Linked DNA regions of Cricetulus griseus: region 2 is linked to region 1. The links are chromatin contacts, called in public Hi-C maps. All regions are on one chromosome and are shown on one strand. Each heading gives the region's core, a stretch centred on a gene start, on an enhancer-like site or on the middle of the called end of the contact. The rest is flanking DNA. Distances are from core to core; before and after follow the strand shown. Region 1 holds the start of Igsf6 (immunoglobulin superfamily member 6). Region 2 overlaps Polr3e (DNA-directed RNA polymerase III subunit RPC5).

Evidence for each region. A called contact is a pair of places that touch in the nucleus more often than the background predicts.
Region 2: a Hi-C map of the CHL-YN cell line shows a contact between it and region 1, with 2.5 times the contacts expected there. The contact joins the enhancer-like site here to the promoter of Igsf6 in region 1. A contact is called at or near these places in 3 of 8 Hi-C or Micro-C datasets (the CHL-YN cell line, the CHO-K1 cell line and liver).

Annotation. Positions count from the first base shown.
Region 1 is chr3:79,587,883-79,594,590 of CriGri-PICRH-1.0, reverse strand. It overlaps Igsf6 (immunoglobulin superfamily member 6), which reads right to left and starts at 4,027. Exons shown (of 6, transcript XM_027410242.2): 1 at 3,248-4,027. The coding sequence starts at 3,290. It overlaps Mettl9 (methyltransferase-like protein 9), which reads left to right. Exons shown (of 5, transcript XM_027410239.2): 5 at 5,693-6,401. The coding sequence ends at 5,895.
Region 2 is chr3:79,712,812-79,719,519 of CriGri-PICRH-1.0, reverse strand. It overlaps Polr3e (DNA-directed RNA polymerase III subunit RPC5), which reads left to right. Exons shown (of 21, transcript XM_027410235.2): 14 at 1,021-1,102; 15 at 2,415-2,474; 16 at 2,566-2,723; 17 at 3,163-3,224; 18 at 3,667-4,190; 19 at 5,878-5,955. Among named protein-coding and RNA genes, the nearest start is that of Polr3e, 22 kb to the left of the region's middle. Within about 2 kb of position 3,934, at least 1 of the 6 cell types and tissues checked has open chromatin away from gene starts, as enhancers often do.

The DNA of each region.
Region 1 (6,708 bases), core at 2,778-5,277:
ACAGTGGGCCTCACCTGTGTTAACTCATTGCTGCTGCTCTTTACCTGATGGTTGTTGGCATGCCATCTGGCTATCGGAGGACAGCCTCAGAGAAGTTCTCATGGGATCAGTGTGGCTAGTGGAGGTGGTGTGTCTGAAGCCAGAAGTATGTTCTTAGTGCCTATAAGCATTTCCTTGATCTCAAGCCATCCATGTAATCTTGAAGAGCCTGTTTCCTCCTGCACACCCCTTGTTTTGGGGTGTGCTTAAGCACATGAGCACCACCAGGTTTTCTGCCTGTTGGGTGCTGGAATGCCTAGAGATGAATCTGGTTTCCATTTGGGAATTAGGATAACAGGAAAAGATGTACCTATGAGAAAATGCAGCTCCAGCCCAACCAATGGCTTTCCTAACTGCTGTAGGGCTGAGGTCAGGGAGGGAGTCCCCTGTGCATTGGTCTTCCTGACTCATCGTATAGTAACAAAGAGAACAGACTGGAGTTGGAACCCATCTCTGCACTTGCAGCTCTGAGCGCTGCTTGGGTTTCCTATCATGGTGGGGTTGCTGCTCCCTTGTGCAGTTCATATGGTGTTTAAATGTGATGATGCCCAAGCCATAGGAACTAATAGATAACAGCCATTTCTATTGCTGCCCTGCCATTACTACTCTCCACTGTGTGGCTCCTTGGAGCTTGAGTTCCTGTCTTGACCTTCTAGACCCAGAAATGTGATGCTGGAAAGTCACAAGTATTGGTTCAGGCAGATGAGAATTTATGTGCGTTTTTGGTTCAACTTCTGCCTAGTTATATAGGTCAGATGGTCTCAGAAAAACTAATGGGCCAAGTGGTCTTACTTACCCTACTTTGCTCAAGTGTCGTGGGGGAGGGAATCAATTCCAGCCCTGTGATGCTTATATTCATTTAGCAGTGGTTCTAACCATCCCAATGCTGGAACACCCCCACCCCCACCCCCGCATGTGACCCCCAACCATAAAATTATTTCATTGGTACTTCATAACTTTAGTTTTGCTACAAGAATCATAATGTAAATATCTGATATTTGACCCCCAAAGGGTTGCAACCCACAAGTTGAGAGCTGCTGATTTTGAGGCTAGGGCTCTTTATAACTTAACATTTATTTTGTCCTGTAGGTTTCCACCCAGAGCAGCAGAGGTAATGAAGTTAGTCACAGCATTTGTGAGAGTCTGTTCTCACAGTTCACTTTGAGCATTGTTTACTTTGAGGGAAGCTGAGGCTTTGTGAGACTTGCTTCAAGGAGTTAGTCAGCTTGAGTGCCTCCCGACTTCTTGTGTGCTAGGTCAGTGGGCTAACCCTAGTCTGTTCACTAAGCACCTCCCTCTGCCCAGGCACAGTCACCTTAGAAGCCAGGGGCCACTGAAGCACAGTCCTCTACATGCAGATTTGAAGTGGATCATTCCAACACTGCAAACAGAGCCCAAGTCTCTGAGGTGGCTTTCAGGTGACTGTTTTAAAAGTAAAGCCAACCTTTAACACAGTAAGAAGCATTTGCAACTTGGGAGTTTCATATCTCTGTCTCAGGGTGGGAGAAATCACAAGACAGTGCTGTTCCCTCCCCCTCCGGTTGAGCAACATTAGCCAAAACGAGAAGTCTGGATAGTGTCTACCAAAGCCCTCTCCTGTGAAGTCTTTCTTTTAGGAATTCTTAGACTCCATAGTTTTTTGTTTTAAATCGGTTTTTACTAAAAATGTTGAAAGTTTAGCTTGGAGGAAATAAAATCACCTTGCTACTTTTTGAAAACTAAGGGATACTGTAAGCTGATTTTGTTTGTACTTATGTACTCATGCCTGTGGGCATGCACAAATGAATGTTGAGGTGCGTGTGGAGGCCAGAGGATAAGCTCTGCCTACTTTTGTTTTTCCAGACAGGGTCTCAGTGGTTGAGTAGGCTGGACTGGCTAGTGAACCCTGGGGATCTGCCCAGCTCTGCCTCCCCCTCACTGATACTAGAAGTGCGTGCCACCAGGCCTGACCTTTTTACATGGGTTCTAGAAACCACATGTAGGTTCCTCTGCTTGCATAGCAAGCACTTTACTGAGTTATCTCTCTAGCTCTAACATTTATTAACAATTTATTATTATTAGTAGTGTTGTTATTATTTTGGCTTTTCAAGTCAGAGTTTCTCTGTGTATCCCTGGCTGTTCTAGAACTCACTCTGTAACCTCAAACTCAGAGATCCCCCTGCCCCTGCCCCTGCCCCTGCCCCTGCCTCCTGAGTCCCAGGATTAAAGGTGTGCACCACCACCATCCAGCCCAACATTTATTATTGTGGAAAATGTCAAACATGCAAAAGTAGGTATGTTGCAGGGTGGATCCACCATTGCATGGCTTTACCTCAGTCTTGTTCTGTCTCTTCTTACTGTTTCATCTGCTTACCCATTTGTTGTTATATCTGCAAACATTTCATAATATAGCTGGAGACATAAGGCTTTTCTTTAACTCCAGCTAAAATAGTGATTAAAGGAGTATATACTCATTGCAGGTAGGAACAGTGTAAGACATCACCATGATTCTTCAGCCAGAAGAGCCACTGTTAACATGTTGGTATAATTCATTCTCTTCTCCTCCCCACCTCTTTCTCCCCTCCCTGTGTCCTCCTGCTTTCCTTTTCTTGTGTGTGAACCCAGAGCCTTCCATATGCTAGGCAAGTGGCTCACTGCTGGACTATAGACCTACCTTTACAGATGGGAAAAAAAAATTAATTTCAAGAGCTTTTGCTCCATTTCTTTCCTTGCAGTCCGATTTTGTGGGTAAATCAGAGATTATTTACAACTATGATGAGAGAAATAACTTTTATAGAGCTAGAACAGGCAGTGTCTGAAGATTAGTTATATTATGGGGTGGCTTTTCTCTAGAATAAGTTACAGTAGCTTTAAAACTAAGTTCTTTTTAGCCTTTAGAAACATTGTCCTATGGAAGAAAGTATTACGAAAATCTAGTGCAGTGTGCACTAGCCCAGAGCAAGCTTGCCTGTGTCAGAATTGAATTGTTAGCATATGTGGTCCTGAGCAGATCCTGTCTGGTGAGGTGTGCTCAAAGCAGCACAACAGCAAAGGGCTCGTCGAGGGTAGTAGGGAACCTTCCTTCAGCTCTGGGAAAGAAGAAACCCCACCCCCATACTGTAGTGCTAGACATTTTCAATTATTTGGTAAGGACTTAAAGTATACATATATTAATCAGGAAGCAGCAATTCATTGAAATGAAGTAGAGAAAAGGAAAAATCCTCCTTACCGACATGAAACAGGATCAGACTGACTTCCAGCCGGAGGCCCATCTTGCTTGTGCCCACAGGGCCTATCACTCTGCATGTACTCAAGAGGTTGGCCTTCCTTTTCCTCCTTTCTTTTCAGAAAGGAAGAAGTAAAGAGGAACTCTTATTAAGGAAGCACAAGCAGGAACTTTTAGAAATTGTGTAAGCATGGTTTGTAACAAGTTTTCACCATTTAAAGTTGAGATTTCAGTCTGGAGTTTTTCTAAACCTGTGTGTATATTAGAATTTCTCACAGGCATTTGATGATCTGTGTGGAGGTTTGCTTTACACCCAGCCGTGTTCCAGGAAGTCATGTGATCCTCAGGCAATGCCTGGCATTTTCAGAGTGCTCTTGTTGGCTGCTGTGGTCCTCTGTGGAGTGCCTCTCAGAGCCAGAAATTGCTAGACCTGAGCAGCCACAGGCTATGTTTCCTGTTGGCCTGGGAGAAAAACTAGTGGCCAGTGCATCCTCGCCTGGTGAAGAAGTGCTCAGCTACTGTTAAAAATGCCCACCTGGCTTTAATTCAAAGACCCCTTAGTGTCAACAAGCAAAATGGGTATGCCCCTGGTCCCTGCTCAGGGTCTGAGTCACATATAGCCCCCTCACTGCCACCACACACACACTCAGCCTCTGTCAGTCAGAGTTCTTTGTAAGTGGCAGGAACTGACTCAGGCTGATCTGCTAACACGATTTGGGATGGCTCCTGGAGTTTTGGAAGGCCTGGAGAACCATGTGAACCCTAAGTCAGGAACAGCTTGAGTCATCCTGTGAAACTGATGTGATGCCGGGCTGCTATCTCAGGCCCTGAGTGTTGCAAACTCTTGTCGTTAACACCCACTCATCAGCCCACCTCCCTAGCCATTTGATTCAGTGCCTGCACTTAGCAAACACCTCCTGTTCTTCTGGGTCACCAGATCTTCATTCCAGTTTTGGCAGCAGGCCAAGGTATTGCACTAGTCCCCTGATGCAAGGAAAGCCAGAAAATCAGCTTCCCCTCCCACTAAGGATTAACTCCCCAGACACAGAATGCAGTGCTGGCCACTGAAAAGAGTGCATAGTCTTTCCCCCAGTATCCTGTGTGCTCTAGTAACCTGCTGGTTGTAAATCTCTTTAGCATCAGAAGCCTCACTCTGAATTTAGCAGCCTATCACCATAGCCTCTAAAAGCACCCTACATTCAAATATATTCTTGGTTTTGTCTGTGTATAGTCAGGGTGTGGCTTGTAAGAGAATGTTGTTAGTTTTTTATTACTCTTCATTCTTTGGCTCTTTTGGGGGGCTTGCTACCAGCTCCAAAATACATGCACATATAGGCTTATTCTTTCTTATAAATGCCCAGCCTTAGTTTGGCTTGTTTCCAGCCAGCTTTTCTTTAATTATCCTGTTTATCTTTTGCCTCTGTATCCCTTTTCTTTCCTTCTTACTCTCTGTCTGGCTGTGTAGCTTCGTGCCTGGCCCCTGGCACCCTCCTTCTTTTCTGGTTCTTAGATCCATTTCTTCCCAGATTTCTCCTATTTATTCTCTCTGCCTGCCAGCCCTGCCTATCCTTTCTCCTGCCTTGTTATTATTGGCTGTTCAGCTCTTTATTAGACCAGTCAGGTGTTATAGACAGGCAAAGTAACATAGCTTCACAGAGTTAAAGAAATACAATATGAAAGAATGCAACACACCTTGCATTATTAAACAAATGTTCCACAGCATAAACAAATGTAACACATTTGTTAAAATAATATTCTACAGCAGGAGAATGTGACCTTGCCTGCTTTTCATACCCCAGGCTCCTAGTGCTTATAGTTTGGAAGTGATTGACCGTGACTTAGGGAATGGGTCAGCTTCTCTTGAAAAGCGTATGTGTTTCTGTGAATTAAAATTCCTCATGAAAGGCTGGACGATGGTGGCACACGTGTGCCTTTAGTCCCAGCACTCGGGAGGCAGAGGCAGGCAGGTCTCTGTGAGTTTGAGGCCAGCCTGGTCTACAAACCTACACATGGAAACCCTGTCTTGAAAAATCAGAAAAAAGAAATTCTCATGAGCCTGTTTTAATTTTCATCCAGGTAACACTCTAGGCTGGAAGTTGAATAAGTGTTCTCTATGCATGATTCCCTGTATTGAGCAAAACCCCCTTTCAAATACTAGCAGTTACTCTCTGAATCTGTGTTTGAGTATTTACTGGCTAGTTTTCTGAGCCATAAAAGAAGCTCCATCAGTGTAGGTTCTGGATGCAGACAGCCTGGGAGCATCACTGTTGGCAAGTTCTGTCACTCCTTCCAGGCTGTGTCCACCTCCATTGAAGAGTGTGGGGAACTGTTCAGAAATGGCAAATTCAAGGCATTCAGTACCTGGAACACTAGCTTTCCCTTCCCTTCCCTCTTTCAGTGAATTATTTGTTCAAGGATTTAACTTTATGTTTTTATTTGTTTCAGTAGGTGGCAAGTGGGAGAAACCATCAGAAATTTTGGAAATCAAGGGACAGAACTGGGAAGAACAAGTGAATAGCCTGCCTGAAGTGTTCAGGAAAGCTGGCTTTGTCATCGAAGCTTTCACTAGACTGCCATACCTGTGTGAAGGAGACATGTACAATGACTACTACGTTCTGGATGACGCTGTCTTTGTTCTCAGACCAGTGTAGACATATGGAGGCCTAAGCCTTCAGAGTCCACCCTGGAATCTGCCCTCCAGAAGAGGGGCTGTGTGCAGTGATGTGAGGGGGACTGCCTCTGGGGGCTGCCATTCTCAGTATCGTGTAGGAATTTTAAAAGCCAAAATACTAATTCTTTCTTTGTAGTGTGTAAAGGAGTGTTTTTAAAAACAAAACGCCAACTCTTTGTGTATTTTTAATCAACTCTTTACTCAGAGTCAAGCTCCAATGCAGGTCACTCTCCAATTATGATGGAAGATATTTTTTATACTTAATTGCTGTAGGGACTCATTCCCAGACAAAGCAATAGTCATGATGTCATGGAACTGATAAATGGATTGTTTTTAATAAATGAAGACTGGCAATAAAGCTGTCCATTGAATTCCAAATATTGGTTATAAGGTAGAGCCACTGATAACTCTTTCATGTTTAGAAACTCCTTCTGTTACTATTCAAAAAATGTTTTTAATCATGCTAATAAACGTTTTTGGAGATGACTTTGGCACCATGTTATATTCTGTGTGGTTTTGGCCTCAGGAATGCCCATCAGGAGCCTGGTTTGAAGCATGCGGGCTGAGCTGAGGGGGGAAGGCCAGCTTTGGTTTGGGCATGTGGAGAATGTGCTGTGGAGAACCTCAGGCAGTTTTGACATCCATAGAATGACTGGCTTCAATCAGATACAGGAAGTACCACCCTCAGTCAGGGTTGGTGAAACATCTGCTTCTGGCTAGCCCTTCCCACAGCTGTTTTCATAGACTACCTTTTGTCCTTAGGATTGAAGCATTCCATCAAATTGACTGACAC
Region 2 (6,708 bases), core at 2,685-5,184, 130 kb before region 1:
TAGACTAAACAACTAGAAGCCAGGATTGGCTGTCAAATCACATACATATCTGAAGACACTGACCAAGAGAGGCCGAGAGGCCGTGGTTTTGAATATGAGCTCTGAGTCAGCCTGGCTTCTGCCTGCCCTGCTGTGTCCTTGGGCATCCTAGTATGGCCTGTCTCCTCAGCTTGGGCTCCTGTAAAAGCCTTCTCTCAGTTGTTGAGGCCACTGTGTGGGGGTTATGATCCTTCCAGGCAGGTCTGTCTTTGTGTCTGAGATTTTTAAAAACTCACTTTGATTCAAACATGGCTTCTTCGTGTGTTGTGTGCTGCGTACCACACCATCCAGTGTCTGTCTCTATCCTCAGAGCATAGGGTTCACAACATGTGTGCCTGCTTTCACAGTGGGTTCTTCCTCTGTGTGACAGCCAAGAACCCTGTGCCGGGTCTATGCTCATGGAGCTTAACCTTGGTGCTTGAGTTACTCAGGACTGGTATGTATGAGGGGCAGGCCTCCAGCAGGAGAGCCATAAAAGCTGGCCTGGGGCTATGGCTGGAGGTAGGGTGAGAGTGATGTTGTAGGGACTGCCTTGTGTGCCTCGGGGCCCTGGATACAATCTATTTTCTCATGCTCCAGGGCAGGCAGGTCTTTTTGGACAGCTAACGCATATCTCTTTAGGCAGGCAGGGAAGGCCTTGCAGCTTGCTTCAGCACTAGTTTCTCTTAAAGCCACAAACATTTAACCAGTGGGTTCTGGGCCTTTTCTAGAGTCCTGGGCTCTGTGAGGTCCCAAGCTTATGTGTTTGTGAGCCCCTAACTCCTTGGATTTGGGCCAGTATGTGGTATGGTGAGTTGGGAGGGTTGCTTTTTCCCACATGTATTCCTGGGCCTGGGAGGAGGGCTGCAGATTCAAACCTGTTGCCTGCCTGCAAAAGGATGTGACCTGAACTGGACTGTGAGTGCTGGCTTCCAAAGTTGGATGTGGTGGTGATAGACCTATAGACAGGGACTGACCAGCTATCTCTGCTTGATTTGTCAGTGACATCCTTTATCCCAAGGATTCTTCCAGCCCTCACAGTGGTATGCCAGCGGAAGTGCTCTGCAGGGGCCGAGACTTTGTTGTAAGTATCTAGGCTCTGGCCACAGGGCTGGAGGTAGAGGGATGGAATCCAGAGCAGGTGGTGAGCTCCTTCAAGGAATGTCACTATGAGCAGGCCACCATGTGGGGTTCCACTGGTAATCCATTCTCCTTGGGGCATTCTGGGCTGATAACACCCTGTTGTCATTCCAGACGGCTCTGCTTATCCCATGGATGGTACTCATGTGGTTGAGTGGTACATTACAAAGCTCGCATTGGTTAAAGACTTAAATCAGGATTTTGCAATAAATTAGGTTTTCAGTTGCCATGAATGATTGACTGGCGGCATTGGATCCATAGCCCAGCCCAACACCTACTTTGGATGGGCCCAGTAGTTCCCTTTTTACCATAGACTGGCACTTCTTCCTTATTACATGTCTGGAGTTTGTGACTTCTGAGCTAGCTCATCCCTCTTTCCTCTCTGCCCTGTTTATATCCAAAGCTTAAGTCCCTCCCAAGGTCTCAAGCTCATGTCTCTGGAGTCTGTACTGCCCCCTGAACCTTGGCATTTACACTGCGAACTGCTGAATGTGGCTGCTTAGGTCTATCCACGATGACCCTTGTGCTCATGCACAGGCTTGTGATGAAAGGAACCAGCCCTTAGTTTGAAGACAGCTGTGCTGGCTCTTCTGATTAGATAGTCTTGGCTTTTGGGGGAAATTAGTGTTGAAGGGGGTCAGCAGTATGTTTGATCTGGGATATGAAAATGCTGCTCCCACCTGGCATCATTCACTCATGCACAGGTGCCCTTTGCTTTTGGTGGGCACATACCACTGTGTGGGAGCCTGCTAGGCCTGTGTAAGACATGCCACTATAGATGACAAGCAGTCATCCTTTCCTCTTGGCTCTCTTAAGACTCCTGTGAAGTAGATCAGGGACAAGACAGCTGATGAGGCAGAGTTGGAGGGAGCCTGAGCTATGGGAAGCCATGCCAACTGTCAGCAGCTGCCACAGTGGAATGTTGCCATGCATGGGGCAGCACCTTGTTGCTGAGTCCTCATGACACTCTTAGGGGGCCCTGTGGATGCAATAGTGAACCAGGTGAGCAAGGCCTTGTCCATTGAACACTTTGTTTTGGGTGGGATGGGGTGACCCAGACATCCTGAAGGACAGAACATATCTGTAAAGGCTGAAACTGGGTATGGCAAAGAGGCTCCCCAAGGCACATATTAAGAAGAGCAGGGTAGGAACCCTATTTGTTGGCCTTCTGCCCAAGCTCTGGGCCTCCTCTACACCCTTGTCCAGACCTCTTTCAGGCCTGTTGTTGCCTCCTAGAACATGATTTTCTTCTTCAGATGTGGAAGTTCACACAGAGCCGGTGGGTGGTGAGGAAGGAGGTGGCAGCAGTGACCAAAGTAAGTGGTGCTCTTCATGACCCTAGCCCCCAGGGCTTGCTACAGGGGGATGCTTGGGGCTGGTGATGCCTTACACTCTCCTCCCCTTCAGCTTTGCGCTGAAGATGTGAAGGACTTTCTGGAGCACATGGCTGTAGTGAGGATCAACAAAGGCTGGGAGTTCTTACTGCCTTACGACCTGGAGTTTATCAAGAAGCATCCAGATGTGGTCCAGCGGCAGCACATGCTGTGGTCGGGCATCCAGGCTAAGTAAGAGCTTGTGGGGTAGCATGAAAGGTGTAGTAGGCGGCCCTGGACCTGCCTCCTGGAAACAGCGCAGTTGGCCTGGATCTGGGCAGTGAGGGACACTTGGGACAGGGCTGTGTGCACTTCTACGCTGCTTTCCACAAAGATGGATTTCATAAGTGACTACTTCATAAAGTCCTCCCAGTACAGGGCTGGTGGCAGCCACACTCTCTGCTTGTCAGAGCTGCTGTGTTGAGGGGCTAGAGAGGAGAGAGGCACATAGCCTAGCAAGAAAGATGGGATGGTTGCTAGGAGCATGTGTGCAATTGGAGAGCTTGGAGAGAAGGCCTGTGTGCATAGTGTTTTGGTGACCCAGTATCCTGGACTTGGGGGCTTGTTGCTATGGCGAAGCAGGCAGTACAATGTATAGGTTAGAGTTTAAAGGGTTTGTTCTTTTTTTCAGATTAGAAAAAGTCTATAATCTCGTAAAAGAAACCATGCCAAAGAAGCCGGATGGACAATCAGGTGTGTGGCTTCAGGCTGGGTAGGCTCCCTGACCCAAAAGGGGCCCTTTTCAGGGATCAGGCCCAAAGAAGGGCTGTGCTGTCCTCCCTTCTACCTCCACCCCTCCCCTCACCGTTAGTCTAATGCTTGTCTAGCAGGCCAGCCTCCACCCCAAGAGGGGCTGTGTCCTTGGGGCAGAGTGGATTGTGAGACCTGTTGTCTCAGCAGGTGGTGTGACAGGAGCTGCTAGCAGGTATTCAACAGGGCTCTAATTCTGGTGTGCCCAGTTTGACACCTTCTTCAGTATTAGGTAGCAGAGTTCCACCTCATCAAGGAAGGTGGAAGACAGCACTTGATTCCTTGCTTTAGGAGCTGTCTTTGTGCCCCATGCTTGGCCTCTGTTTCCATGAGTTTGTTTGCCTGGGACCTGTGCTCTTCTGAACCGTACTGTCTCTCCACACAGGGCCTGCTGGGCTGGTCTCTGGGGAACAGCGGGTCCAAACAGCCAAAACCAAGGCCCAGCAGAACCATGCCTTCCTGGAGCGAGAGCTGCAGCGACGGAAGGAACAGATGCGGGCAGCTACAGTCCTTCCCAGTGTGCAGATTAAGGAAGAACCTCTGAGTGAGGAGGAAGCAGATGGGGAAGAGCTGGAGGCTGAGGAGGAGGAGCCCATGGACACTGCACCCAGTAGCTGCCTCAGCACCAAGTTGGCCAACGGGCTGCCTGCTGGGCGGGCAGTGGGTGGGGATAGCCTAAATGGGCACCCAATACCAGGCTGTGCCAGCAACCCGGTGGCCCAGGAACTGAAGGCGTTCGTGGAAGCCACTTTTCAGAGACAGTTTGTGCTCACGCTGAGCGAACTCAAGCGCCTCTTTAACTTGCACCTGGCAGGCCTGCCCCCGGGCCACACACTCTTCAGCGGCATCTCTGACCGCATGCTACAGGATACGGTGCTGGCCGCTGGCTGCAAGCAGATACTGGTGCCTGTAAGTAAAGCCTGTGCCTGCCAGGAAAGACAGATAGTCACTCACAGCCCTTTAGAAGGGCAGCTGGGCCGTCTACATGTACCTTCTTAGAAATCAAGACACATGGGAAGACACCTGTGTGCCTTGGCAACAGCCCCAGCTGGCTGCATTCGGATAGGGTGTATGTTATGCTCATCAGATGGCTTTGTGAGCCCTCGGGACTCCCTGTCCTCATCTGGTGGGTGTGTTGGTTTTTCTACCATAGGAAAGAGATAGCTAAGAGCCCTGACTAATCTACCAAGGCCTCAGTAAATATAAGTCCTGTACCTGGTTGATAATTAGTTCCTAGGACACGTTTGGTACAGGTAGAATTTGAACCTTAGTGTGGAGGCTCTATCTGTTCTGCTTTCACAGAGTTCAGCTGAGCATGTCCCCACAGCTTGGGGCTTGGTGACTTCCCTGACTTTCAGGCCAGTTGACCATATGCTCTGGCCTCTTCACATTTCTGGCACTAAGCATGCTGATGGTGGAACGAGCCACTTCTACTGCAGTTCTTTCCTGCCCATGGAATAGGCTCCACAGTGGCAGCAGGAGACTGTTGCCTTTTTTTGGGAAAGAAGTACCTGGCGATGGCCTGAGAGAAGCTGTTAAGACTCTTTCCTAGGCTTTGTCCAGTCTGGGAAGCAAATGGGGGAAATTGGAAGGTGGGGGCAGCTGTGCTGGCTCTTAAGTAGAAGGGAGTATGCCATGTGTAGCACCAAGCTCATATGCACTTGTGGCCTAGGATGTTGCTCAGTCCAAGGCCCTTACCTCTGTATACCAGCGGAGCCTCCTTTCTGAGATCTGCAGGCCTACTTTTCTGTGTACGGGAGGGAGGTTGCCTGGGTTGTCGGGGACCGAGGGTGAGGAATCCGCTGTGGATGTGCTCTTCCCTGCCCACCCCAGAAGCTACTCTGTCTCCTTCCTCTCGGAAGTGCTGGCATCTAGAGGACACCGAGAGCCCTATCTGGAGCACTTTGACTCAGGGACCACATTCATAGCATGCTCAAGACAAAAAGGCCTGAGTCATTTTGCCTTCTGTTTTTTTCATACAAAGGAGATGAGGCTTAGGGAGAGCAAGTAAGCTTCCAGACTCAGGTTTAATGTGTGAACTGAGTGACTGTAGATAGTGAGTGAATGGCTCTGAACTTGCTTTTCCTTTTGGCAAATGGGCAGGGTGACACCTCAGTGCTGCTCGGTTTCCCATGATCAGGTGAGGTCACATCAAGTCCCCTGTCAGGCAGAGGACAGACTGGAGCCCACAATGTTGGTCTCTTCCCTGACCTCCTTTCCAGGTACCAGGGGTTGTGTCATCCTCTTGTGGTTGACCCCAAAGCTAATGGCATGAAAGGCTTGGGAGTCTGGCAAGGTCTGGCTGGAGCAACACTTCTTATGCTGTTCTTGTGGGAAACAGCTGCACAGAAGCCCTAAGGAGAGATAGGGAAAGGGGGCTTCAGAGCATAAGCCCAGGGGGACACCCAGGGCAGCATTCCACTAATGCCATCCCAGACCCCTGTTGTTTACAGGTATCTGAGTCCTTTCACCAGCACCACTGAGAGGGAGGAACTAGGTGTACCACACTTTCTTAGTACTGGGCTGCAGGCTAGGTAAAGTGGCCAGGGCAGTGGGTTTATGAGACAGAAAAATGACCAACTCATGCTTGGGCCAGTTTCCCCCACAGACTGCTGCTTCTCCGGATGAGCAGAAGGTATTTGCCCTCTGGGAGTCTGGAGACATGAGTGACCAGGTGAGGTGCCTTTTTTTGTTGTTGGTTTTTGTCATCTTTCTAAAGAGTGGGAGTTCTGGAAGTTTGAGGCCTTTAGGAACTGGGCAATGGAGTATATATGGACACCACAAGTTCTCCAGTCACTCCACACCTCCCAAGGCAGGCAGATTGTACCAGTGGTTTGAACCTGAATTTGGTGGGGGTTGGGGGGAGGCAGGGGAGTCTGCTGTATCAAAACAGAATCACCTTTGGAAAGATAACTGGTTTCCAGAGTATAGTGGCCTCATTATATGAAGTTTCTGCAGAGCTTCCATGGGAATAGACAAGTGAGGAAGGCCTGCAAACCAGGTCCGGAGTCAGTTCTCAGTGGCCTCTGACAGCAGGAATCAGGTTGTTTTGGTTAGCCACAAGAGGGTACCAGGTCTCTTGTGTTTGTGTCATGCAGTTCTGGGATGCTTTTAAATCATTAATTTGCCTGGACTCCAAGGTTGTTTTTTGTTGGTTTTGTTTTGTTTTTAAAAATAATTTAACTGTATGTACATTGGTGTTTAATATCAGATCCCCTGGAACTGGAGTTACAGACTGTTACAAACTGCCATGTAGGTGGCTGGGGATTGAATCCAGGTCCTCTGGAAAACCAGCAGTGCTTTTAACCGAGCCATCTCTCCGGCCCTTTTTTTTTTTTTTTTAAAGCAGAAGTATCAGTTAGGCTAAGACAAGGAGTAGACCCTGCTGAAGTCTCCTTCCCTTTTACCTGCAGAGGGGACAGGAAGG